3 separate regions of the Mus musculus genome follow, and all the other regions are linked to region 2. Evidence: chromatin contacts called from public HiChIP or PLAC-seq data. All regions are on one chromosome and are shown on one strand. Each heading gives the region's core, a stretch centred on a gene start, on an enhancer-like site or on the middle of the called end of the contact. The rest is flanking DNA. Distances are from core to core; before and after follow the strand shown.

The links. HiChIP or PLAC-seq counts read pairs in DNA pulled down with a chosen protein or histone mark.
Region 1: a contact with region 2 is called in a CTCF HiChIP or PLAC-seq map of the NIH/3T3 cell line, with 7 read pairs. The contact joins two enhancer-like sites. A contact is called at or near these places in 1 of 15 datasets of contacts at CTCF or cohesin (the NIH/3T3 cell line) and 2 of 9 other capture datasets (adipose tissue and liver).
Region 3: a contact with region 2 is called in an H3K27ac HiChIP or PLAC-seq map of the NIH/3T3 cell line, with 2.7 times the contacts expected there. The contact joins two enhancer-like sites. A contact is called at or near these places in 1 of 15 datasets of contacts at CTCF or cohesin (the NIH/3T3 cell line), 3 of 484 Hi-C or Micro-C datasets (all in uterus), 2 of 115 datasets of contacts at active chromatin or transcription factors (the NIH/3T3 cell line and extraembryonic endoderm stem cells) and 2 of 9 other capture datasets (adipose tissue and liver).

The regions. Positions count from the first base shown.
Region 1 is chr7:83,724,442-83,728,220 of GRCm38.p6, forward strand. All of the region lies in intron 1 of Il16 (interleukin 16), which reads right to left. Among named protein-coding and RNA genes, the nearest start is that of Il16, 6.1 kb to the right of the region's middle. Within about 2 kb of position 1,635, at least 27 of the 459 cell types and tissues checked have an H3K27ac peak or open chromatin away from gene starts, as enhancers often do. A contact at or near this core is called in the NIH/3T3 cell line, where this site is marked.
Region 2 is chr7:84,331,287-84,335,066 of GRCm38.p6, forward strand. The region is part of intron 5 of Arnt2 (aryl hydrocarbon receptor nuclear translocator 2); the gene reads right to left. Among named protein-coding and RNA genes, the nearest start is that of Gm30873, 3.7 kb to the right of the region's middle. Within about 2 kb of position 1,350, at least 50 of the 459 cell types and tissues checked have an H3K27ac peak or open chromatin away from gene starts, as enhancers often do. A contact at or near this core is called in the NIH/3T3 cell line and uterus, where this site is marked.
Region 3 is chr7:83,799,902-83,803,678 of GRCm38.p6, forward strand. No RefSeq gene overlaps it. Among named protein-coding and RNA genes, the nearest start is that of Cfap161, 7.0 kb to the left of the region's middle. Within about 2 kb of position 1,765, at least 40 of the 459 cell types and tissues checked have an H3K27ac peak or open chromatin away from gene starts, as enhancers often do. A contact at or near this core is called in the NIH/3T3 cell line and uterus, where this site is marked.

The DNA of each region.
Region 1 (3,779 bases), core at 385-2,884, 610 kb before region 2:
GCATGGAGATTCGCACATCAACCCTCCTCTGCCCTAAAACTATGTGGTAGTCCAGGCACAGTGGTGCCTGTAACCCCAGCATCTGGGAGGTAGGGGCAGGAGGATCAGAACTTCAAGAACAACCTCAGCTATGTAGTGAGTTCAAGGCCACCCTGGGACAGACAAGACCCTATCTTGAAAAACAAATAAATCTGGCTCCTTAGTCTATTCTTGCAGCTGCCCTTCCTGTCACCCTGCCTGGTACTCTTGAATAAATGCTCTGTGCTCTGCACTTTCTCTCCTTAGCTTACCACTGCTTCCAGATCCGGCACCACATTTTTGCTTCCTTCCCCTAGAGCCATGGAAACTCCCGTATCAGTTCCACATTCAATGTGTCCTCAGCCTCAAACACAAAGCTGAAACTAGCTTTGTCTTGAGAGGATTGATCTGAATCTGTCCATGGTCTTTGGGTTCTCAGTGCCTTTTTCTTCCTGTTACTTGTTTCTCTTTCAGATATCCCCTTTCAAATCCAAACCATCAGGGCTGCCCTCCGGCTGCTGTCTCCAGCACAGGAGGTCCTCAACTCACTGTCCTGTCAAATCCCCAGAACTGGCAGCTCCGTGGCAACATCTCTGTAGATCATAACTTTGGTTGAACCTCCTTCCTTTCAGATCATACTCAGTTGGACGTGCATGATGTGTGTGTGTGTGTGTGTGTGTGTGTGTGTGTGTGTGTGTGTGTGTGCCAGAACTTGTACATTAGCCATTTGACAGCTTGAAAACAAATAAGTTTTATGATAAAATCCTTCTAGGAGTATCTGAAACCAGACGAGGAAGAGCTAAGGATGAGTTGCTAAGCACTACTGTGTGGAGAGGAAAATTGACATGGTAGGTTCAGACAGACATCAGGCAGATGGGGTGAGAAGTGGAGAAAAGCACAAGGAGCAGAAGGTCAGGGGAATGTGAGCAGAACCAAGCCTAGATGCTGTCACACAGCAGCTGGATCCAACCATACCTGACGCTATGATGTTTATTCCATTAAACGAATCAAAACTTTCAGGTTTAGTCTTAAAAGTGTATCTATCTTCCTGGAATAAAAGTCTTTTGGTATACTACTAGGAGTCTAAGTCCTGGAAAACAATGATTTCCAGGAGATAGTGTGTTTTCTAGGCTACTTCCACCCCAGCCAATGCTTGCCTTTCCCTCCATCCATTCTCACTCATAACAGCTGGTTCTGAATGTCTTGATCTACCAATTTCCATAGACCCTCAGATTATATACCCCATTCCCTTTCTCCCCCATGTCCTCTCTTCACCTACAAGTTCCCCAGCCATGACCAGCCACTCATTAGGCATCTTCTAGAGCAAAGAATCTATGGGGTCCTTTGAGGTTGAGGTGCAAAGCCATAGGCTCCCTTGGCTGGGGACACTGGCTGCATGCAGGTCTTAGACCAGATGAGGCTCAGATTTCTTGGTGGAGACTGCTCACCCCATGAGTGTGTCCAGTGAGTCCTGTCAGCTATAAAAAGCAAGCCCTTCTACAAGGAGTGGTCATTTCTGAGGCTGGGCTCTCCTGAGAGATGACATAGACCATGGAGTGGGAAGGAGAAGGCAGAGGGCAAGGCACTCACCCTCCTTCTGAGAGCAGAGACTGCTCTAAGCAAGCCTCATCAGCCCAGAAAACATGAATGGGAAAGGAATGCAAGGGCTGAGGTGGAGAGACCAGAGCCTCACTTCTGTGGAAAGGGACTTCCCTCTAGGCCTAGCACCAAAAGAGACAGAGAGGGGAGAAGGAATAATTGAAAACACAGCATGGCAGTCACGTGGCTCAGCTTGGTTTTAGTGATTGTGCTCGAGACATTAGAACTGGCTATTGCTCTCTCTGCAACCAAATGCCAGTGGTGCTGAGAGCCAGCTATGTCACACACACCCTCCTCAGCCCTCTCTGAAAGTTCAAACCAATAGCTTTTCTCTTATCTGGTCCCCAGCCCCAGGATTCCTTGCCAGTGTCTTACAAGTTTTCTTTGTCCCTGGTGGGCTCTGCATAAGACGTTCCTGAAGTTCCCTACATACAGGACTTCACTATGGAAATCTTCAGGGAACCTCCTGCCTTCCTAGCCCAGGGAAAGTCAAAGGACTGGAAAAACCACTCTCCCAAGTCCTGAGCAGTGTTCCTCCAAACACCTGAATAGGATTGGTTCTCTCAGCCAGAGAACAAAGGTGCTACATAGAGTCACCTTTCCTGTCATGCAGGAGATTACCTGGAAAAAAGGAATGGGGACCACTGACCTCATAGTTGCTTGCGACACCTGACCACAGCCGAGCTGTCCTTTACATAGAGTGCAGTGCTAAGGATTGCCAAGCAGTGACACTTGCTTTCTTTAGAGGCCTTGAAGAAAATTCTAGACTTCAGGCTAGGCAGCAAGGTCTGCAAGTCTTCCTTCCCTCTCTTCTGTATTCCCTTACTTCCTCTCTCTTCTTTCATCTCTTTCTTCCCCAGTCCCCATTTCCTGTTTCCCTGCTCTCTGCTTCCTTCTTCTGTCCCTTGTTCTTTCTATCATCTCCCTACTCCCCTTCCTCATCTGCATGTGGCCAGTGTGTTGGGCAAATCCTTCACTAAAGCTGCAGCCTCACACTTGGGTCTGGGTGAAACATCGTTCACTGACTGCAGAACTGGAGAGGATTGTAAATCACCATGTGGCGAAAGGGGAATCCTTTGATAAATGTGTTTTGGAGTTTCTGCATTCTCCCACAGTGTCCTATTTCAAAGGCAGTTTTGAAGTCTGGCCGTTCCAGCCCAGGGGGTATATTTTTGGGGTCTTGAACTAAAAAGTGATTCAGAAATAAGAAATGAAGGGAAAAGGTGGGTGTCCCTTCTCCACCCCAGAGAAGATCTTTAATATAATTAAGGGACCCACAGCTGAGTCTGACCCTCTGTGTCTATATACACTGTACATAAGACTAGGAAGGCATAGAGCATCTCTGGGCTTTAGTATCCCTGCTAGTCAAGCGGACAGTGTTGGATTATTACACGTATCATTTTTCTTCCTCTACTCTACTCCATCTCTGAGGAAACCAACTGTACTCAATGAGGCTTGGCACATTGCAAGAGCATTGCATATGGACCAATAGCTGAAAAGCATCTCAGAGACCCTTCCCACTGACACCTGCACAAACACAGGAATACCATCCCACTTGGGACCACAGACTGGAGGACTCCAGTGATAAGACATCGGAGTAAAAAGAAGCCGCATGAACTGACATCTGAGCTTAAGAACTATCTAGAAAGACATTCTAGAATCTGGAAAGTACCTTAGAGCCCAGGGTGAATATTTTATATCTCAGACAGGTGCGGAACTTTTGGCATCCTGGGAAGTGGGCCTAAGTCTATGGGACAGGTTGGGCTGGGGCATCTTTGGATAACTCAACACCACTTAAGTCCAAAGGCACAGGGCCAGACAGGGTAGTGATTCCTCTTGAGTAAGCAATACCAATATGGCACAAGTAAAACATGTAATTCACTTTAAGAAAAATCTAGAAAAGCTCCAGAAAACATATTTCTCCACTGTTACTCTGGAGGGGCTACCCCAGGCTCAGTTCTTTGTGACTCCCCCACTTCCAGGCACCAAGCAGAATCACTTGAGTGAATATCTGCATAAAGCCACAGCAAACTTGTAGTTACAGTAATGACAAGAGGGTATCTGACTAGAACATCCAAGGCTGGACCCTGGAGCTAGCCTTATCTGAACGGTGGGCCTAACACTCATCCCTGCAGGATTAAGCAATGCAACTCTTGTATGGC
Region 2 (3,780 bases), core at 100-2,599:
CTCTCTAGGGCCATCACTAGCTGGCCTGTCTCATCACACTCACAAAAACTTCCCTTCTGAGACTGGCTAATCCCACAGGCTGACCATGTAAATTATGAATCTCCACTCTCTGAATCATTTCCCTGCTGCACATCCCCCAACATAGGAGTGAGGGTCCCTGTTCTTATCCTAGCATCTTCTTTCCTTTGAGCACACAGAGCCTTTTCATCCTGGGCTTACCATGTGACTGTCTGTGGCCCAGCCTCTCTGGGAGTTCTGCTGTGGATGATGAGCATGTCGAGTTCATTTCCAGCTGTATCTTCCATCTCCATCAGAGATGCATGTCTAATAATTTGTGGAATAAAAGACAGATTGTGGACTGCAAAAAAAGAAGCCCTCCTCACTCATAAAAAGTGGGTACTAAGCCTCAGGGACTAGACTCAGTCATAAACCAAGGCATTGCCAGCTCCAAGGAGAATGGAGACCAGAGAGCCCCATTACCTTGGCTTCAGTCTTAGCATACCTGACACTTGCTTTATCAGATCATCTCGGGCAAACCACGGCAAGCTTAGGTCTCACCAGTTCTGGCGCGGGCCTCTTTTGCTTTGAAGGACTTTTCAGATATTCCACAGAGGTTCCTCTAGGCCTCTTGTTCCAGGAGGACTGGAGTGTCCCTCCCCTCATTTGTTATGGGCTCCCACCTGCATTTTCTTCATGACACCACTTGGCCTGAAGCTTCCCCTTTCAAGCCTGGGGTCGGTGACTGCTTAGGATAGGGTGGCCAAAGAGTTTCTTGTTCCAATTGGGGCAAATTTTGTGCAATTTATACTTCGGATCCCCATTCATACAGGTCATATTTCTCCTGAACCTAGTTTCTTTTCTGACCTCCCCTGACCTTTCCCCATCTCCCTCAACATTTAGTCCCAAGAGTGTTCACATAGCTGTGTGCAACTATGTGTCTAGGGAACTCCACTAAAGATAAAGGTACCAAAGACAGGAAAAAGGAAGCTGAGATATGGCAGGTATGCTCTGAGCACCATCCTCACATCAACACTGAGGAGAAAGTAAAGGCTTAGGGAGAATCCCAACCTTGATCAAGGTCATCCAGCAGAACTGAATCTATCTCTATAGCTCCTACCATCAGCTCACTGATAGTCTGCTAGTGTGAAAGTCTCCTAACCAATGCAACTCAATGCACTGTTTGAGACAGTGGCAGATTCATGGGCTACAATACTTAGTGTGCTGAATACAAACATACTGAAGTGGAAATGGCTCTCTCCCAAGGTGACTGGCTTTATTGCTACCTACATTCAAAACCACGAGGCCATGTCACAAACGAGTCATAGTGGGAAAGCTATAAAGGACAGGCGGGATTGGCCTCCACAACCTCACTATATAGAGCTCTTGTGATTCTCAGTCCTCAAAACATGTGCACTGGGTCAAGGTTAAAGAACGACATTGTAAATAGCTCACTGGGGAGTAATTTATGTCATCACTCGAAGGGGAAAATTGCAAACCATCCATGCATCTTTCCATTGGATCAATGCCTAAGCACGCAACTGGCAGAGAAGGCTTTTCGTCCGGGTGTAAGCAAAGAATTTACAAAAATAAAGGGAAAACTGGATGCAGATGCTTTCTTCAATTAGCATTTACTGAAAAGGCAGTGAAGAGGAAAGGCAGAGCTTATGCATGGATTTCCATTCAACCGTTTGCCTTGGGTCATGCCACTTCAGGGGGAGATGTGTGTCATTCCTTGGTGAAGCTGGAGGAAACTATTTTAATTTTCTCGAGCACACTGGGGTTTTGCAATCAAGCTATTTTTAACTGAAGGCTGCACAAAGTCTGACCATCACGTGAGGTTTTTACCAAGATCTAAATCATAGCACCAGGAAGCAATGATTCAGTGTCTCTCAAAATGTTCCAAACAACTCGAAATAATTACATCTTCCTGAAAACAATACTATTCCCAGGCTATTTTTGTCATTGGGGGGGGGGGTGGTCTGTGGACTCGCTGCTTGGGTATAAAGGTTAAGATGAAAGATACTTGGTGAAGAAGTGGAGACTCTGGCAGTGTTTAAAGGGCAGATGCTGTGGATTTTCCATCATGCTATACATCTTTAACATTCTGTTTCTTGGTGGAGTAAAATCAAAAGTAGTCTTTTCATCTTTTTTAATTCTCTCTCCTAGGTACTGGGCAGATTGGACTGTACTCTGTTTGTGGTCTCTTCCCTTTTATTTTTTGTCGTTCCCAGAGATTGTATCGGGATATTGGAATTCTTAGATTCTGGTTCATGCTGGAACCACAGAGTTGCTTTTAAAAATACAGATGAGGGGACTGAAGAGATGGCTAAGAGGTTGGAAAAACTTGTTGCTCCCGCAGAGGATGAGGACTTGAGCTCAAATCCCAGCTCACATCAGTTAATAACTCCAGTTTCAGGGGATCTAAGGCCCTCTTCTATCCCCAGAGGCACAGGTAGGCATGGGTCTGAATCTGCTTCTGCCAATGCGGCCACTGCAAAGTTGCAGGTCTGATCCAAGGCAGGAGGAAGCTGGCTAGGACTCATGTATCAGATGGTGAGCCGAGTCAGAACAAAGAAGGGCAAATGAAGACAGACAGAAGCCCAGTTTAGAACTCAGGCAGCTGTGAATGCATAAGCAAGAATCCTGAAGAGGTAGGCTGGCTGCTTGGATCTGATGGTCTGGATTCCAACCCCAGCAAACCTGATCAGTGTAGACAAGAACATACTGCTCTTTATGCCAGCCCATGTCAGTTAGGTGGTCGGGCTGGGAAGAAATGAAGAGGGATCAACTAAGGAACAGCAGAGGGATTGGGCAGCATCCTCCATCTATATCCTATTCCCAGCTGAATGGACGTGATGCCAAGATGCTGAGGCAAGCTAAGTCACATGCCATTTCCAGGACTGCACGATTCATTCTTGGGATTTTGATAGTGTTGACTCATAGAGCAGGATGGTTCACAGTTATAACAGTAACAGCCCTGAATATGCTTATCAGCAAGCAGGTCACATTGCAGCTGAGATGCAAAGAAGCTAGGCAAGTTCAGGGGACCCAACACTAACCACAATATAACTGGTGTCCTTATAAGAGGGGCATTAGCTGGGCAGTGGTGGCACACACCTTTAATCCCAGCACTTGGAAGGCAGAGGTAGGTGAATTTCTGAGTTCGAGGCCAGCCTGGTCTACAGAGTGAGTTCCAGGATATCCAGGGCTACACAGAGAAACCCTGTCTTGAAAAACCAAACAAACAAACAAAAATAAATAAATAATTAAAAGAAGGGCATTCGACACTGAGACAGCAAGTAATGTAGGAGGCCCAGATCAAGAGGCTTAGACCAGATTTCCACCCAGAACCCACAGAAGGAACCAATCAAGTTCACACTAGTCTTTCAGAATGCTGACCTCTAAAGCGGTGAAGAGAAGACATTCTTGTTGTTTAAGCTGTCTTAGCTATGATCATTCACTATAGTAAACAGAGGAAAACACCCTCAGCCAGCCCAACCTGCATCATCTCCTTTTCCTGGGTAACTCCCACACCTGAATGAGATGAATCCTCCCATCTCTGGAATTAATCCACCACACCTTCCGGAGATGAAGCCTCTGTAGCTGCTGAGATGAACTCTATCTTCCCCACACAGCCAATCTGGCTTCCCACTCCATCCTCCATGCTATGGCCACTGTGAGCTTCTCACTTACAACAGAGACAAAGGATCTCTTTGGTTGGAAACTCTGAGATTCTAAGGCGTAGGGGCTCATGATGCTCTGGGAATAGGTACTGCCTCC
Region 3 (3,777 bases), core at 515-3,014, 530 kb before region 2:
CCCAGGAGCTGAGCTTAATAGGGGCCAGTTTACATTCAAACTATAATGCAAACGGTTTTGAAGCTCAAAGAACATGGTGATAGAAAAAGAATAAGATTTGAATACAAAGAAGCAGGAATAACAAAAAAAGGGGAAAAAAAAAGAAAAAATAGAATTTCTTTCAGGCAGAGAAGCAGAGTAAAGGCAGGCTCAGAAGAAAAGAGAGGCCAGAAATCCTTGCAGGGTGAAATAAGTAAAATTAAAGGGAGCAGACAGGTAAAGGTAAAAGGCCTCTGCCATCAAGGCCTATGGCTCCTCTTCTACAGGCAGTAGGAACTTTCTCAAAAAAAGCTGATGCAGGATAGATTCCAGCTGTGGAAATCTGCTGTGGCTCTGGGCTGTTGGTAGATTTAAGGCAGACATGTCAGGAAAGCTGTTAGGAGACACCAGGAAGAAGGAACGCCATGTTCATGGAGCACTAGTAGTAAGGACAGAGCAGTAGACGTGAATGAGAAAAGAATCAAGTTAACATCTGGAGATTGTGGGAAGCTGTGTATTTAGCTGAGACTCATGGTATATGGTATCCTGTGCTTTACCCTGGGCAAACAGGTAAATAAGAGACTCCTGCTCTCTGTCTTTGTAGATAGTAAGAAGGAGGAGGCCCTTCTGCACAGTGATGGCAGGCTAGGGGTAGGGGATGGGCACAGGGAAAGCATTTCTAAATGGAAGTTGACTTCCTACTCAAGAGTCCTTTGATACAGAAGGCAAGGTACCAAAAATGGTCCTACTCTAACCAAATGACATCATTTTCTTTCATGCTGCACCCAACCAGGGCATCTATTCCCACCCTAAACAAAAGAACATGTGATGCTGACATAGCAGAAAAGTCTTCCAAGTTTTTATGTCGCCATCTGGTTTTCCCTCCTGTTTTCATTAGACTCCTACAGGAGAGAACACCACATGAATACCATATATCTCCCCTGAGCCAGACATGACTCTCCCAGAGCCTAGATCCACCCCCAGGAATAGCTACATTCCCTTGGATTCTTTCATCTCAAACCTGGCCTTCTAGCACTCAGTCTTGGGTGCCCTCTTCAATGCGATCATCTCATGTCCCACTCGCTTCTCCACACTCTGACGTCTTGACCTCAGATGAACCATATTGCTGCCCATCTCCTTACCTTCCTCACTACCAGCAAAAGAGGGTGGGCCCTGTGAAGAGGAAGCCTGTTGTTTTCCACAACACCCTGGTGGCTTTGGAAATCCAAGGGCAGGTTCAGCTTTGGAAGCAGGGACTAAAAGAAGACAAATGTCTTTGCCTAGGAGAACAGGACAAAAACATGTTTCCCACTTAGAAGGGAGGTTGACTCTGCGGAAAGAGCTGATCCCCAGAGCAGGGGATCTGAGAGGCCAGAAGCCTGCTGGAGACTCACCGACGTCCTTGAGAGGACTCTGGCTTTTAGCCAGCATGAAGGTGGAGCTTCAGGCCTGTCTTCTGGGATCAGAGAGGCCCCAGAGCTACAGAGGAACAGTGTCTTCTAAATCATTGAAAATGTATTTCAAACTTCTTTTTCCCCCTATTCAAGCAGAGGCGAGGCAAACCTGAATTGCATACAAGAAATAGATATATTATAATTAGGCGGTGGTGTTATGGTTTGCCTCAAATGAGTTGAGATAGAAACTTCAATCTTATCACAGTGAAGAGTCATCAGGGCCTGCAGCACAGTATAGATACATGGGCCAATCTGAGCCTCTGGAGCCATGCTGTAGAACTGGGCAACGGAAAGCCACATGCTTCTCCCGATGAGCAACGGAGGCTAGGGTGACTCGCATGCAGCTCAGAGTTTGCTCCCTCAGCGAACCCCAGTTTCACAGAAATGCCTCTGTCTCCCACCAACCCACTCATCCCACCTCCCTGGTCAAGAAACCTAGTCTTTATTGCTTCACAAAAATATAAGTATTTCATACATAGATGGTCACATTCACTATGTAGTAAAGATAAGCTGTTGATTCCATTCTCTCTCCTCCTCCTCCACCACCACCATCATCACCATCACTATTATTTAGATACAGAATTTCTAAGTGTTGGGCATACAGGGCCTTCGTTCGTGTGTTTACAGAGCTGTGAGGTGCTTACAGAGCTCTAGGGTAGTAGCTGAACAAGGGTATCAGAGACTCAGTTCCCCAGACAGCGTGCTTTTCCTCTTCCCTTAGTCTAGTAGGAAAAGCTAGGGTTTGCTTTACTTCACTGACAAATACAGAGAAGTTCTGGGAAGTGCCCAAGGCATCCTAAGAGCCAGAACTGAAACTCAAGAGTGAAGGGGGGGGGGGGAGAGAAAACAGGAAAATGTGGCTTTCTATTTTCATAGCAATCACAGACCTCAGGCACATTAGTGTGTAGTTTTCAGTCTGGTATTGTTACTACTCTAGTTTTGTGTCTTAAATCCCTGACTCTGAGTCAGGTGTCCTTGACTCAAGGGGCAGAACTTACCTGCACTGTGACGTTGAGTAAAGTCACAAACTCTGGTTCTGTTGCCTCATGTGTAAAGTAAGATATGTGAAAACCTGTGTCTTGTGGTTGTTGGGATCTGTGTGTCAGGAGGTGTGTGAAACACCTTGGCACAGCAGCTGCTTCTGCTTGTTGTTATGAAGACACTGCGTCTGGGCAAGCACAGGTGCCAGGGTTCTCCTCACAGCTACCTGGCACCTCACGCCGCAGATGCTTGCAGCTTCTAGATGTCTGTGTTGGACGCTCCTTGGTGTAGTCTCAACCAAAAGTCAGCTAAGCGGAACCAGGTCTTTCCTGAGTCTTCAGAAATAGATTTGATTTCATAATTGGACAATTCTGCCCTCTTGTGACAAATCATAGATATAGCGTGTTATCCCTAAACAAAACTCCAGGGCAGGACTGAGGAAAGCTTCAGGACTGCTTGCCGGGTCCCACTTGGAGAGGGCTCATAAGGCCCCACTTCTCCTTAAGGCTCTATAGGCATTTGGTAGTTGTTAGGGAAATGGGATTCAATAGGCCTATCCTCTCCCAAAAGATCTATAAGAAGAAGTGGTTGCTGGGAGAATGGAGAGGCACCCATGCTCCTGTATATAAACCCATATGCATGTCCCTGTGAGGAATCCCAGTGGAAATCATTGGGTCACTCCATCCCCAGAAGAGGACATGAGAGTATAAAGGGGACTAGTTGAGAAGGGGAAGGGGATCGGTGAGATGGGGGAAAGAGGACAAGGGAAGATAACAGAAGAGGAATATGATCACATACTATACATGCATGAATGGAAATGTCATCGTGAAACCATTATGTTTAATGCATAATTAATTTATGCTTATTTTTAAAGAAAAGGAGACTCCAGTTTACAAGTGTGTCTCTATTTCCAAATGGTGTGTCTGAAACTAATGGTCCCTCGCCCTGAAGAACACTGAGATGGAAGCCAGCTGCATATCAGAGATGTTGATAGGTTATTTGCCTAGCATACATGGATCCCTGAGTATAATCCCCAGCACCACAGAAAACTGGGTTGGTAGTTCATGCTTGTAATCCCAGAACAAGAAGGATAGAGGCAAGGAGATGCAGAAGCCAAAGTCTTCGTTGCCTATTCAGTGAGTTATTTAGTGTAGTCAATACCTAGTCTCAAAACACACACGCGCGCGCGCACACACACACTCGCGCACATGCACATGTACACGCACACACATTTATAAAATGACTGTTTAATTGTCTCAGGTTCCTCTCCTGTAAATAATATTTCATTGCATGCTCTAAGAGAAGCCAAGTCTGAGAGGTCACT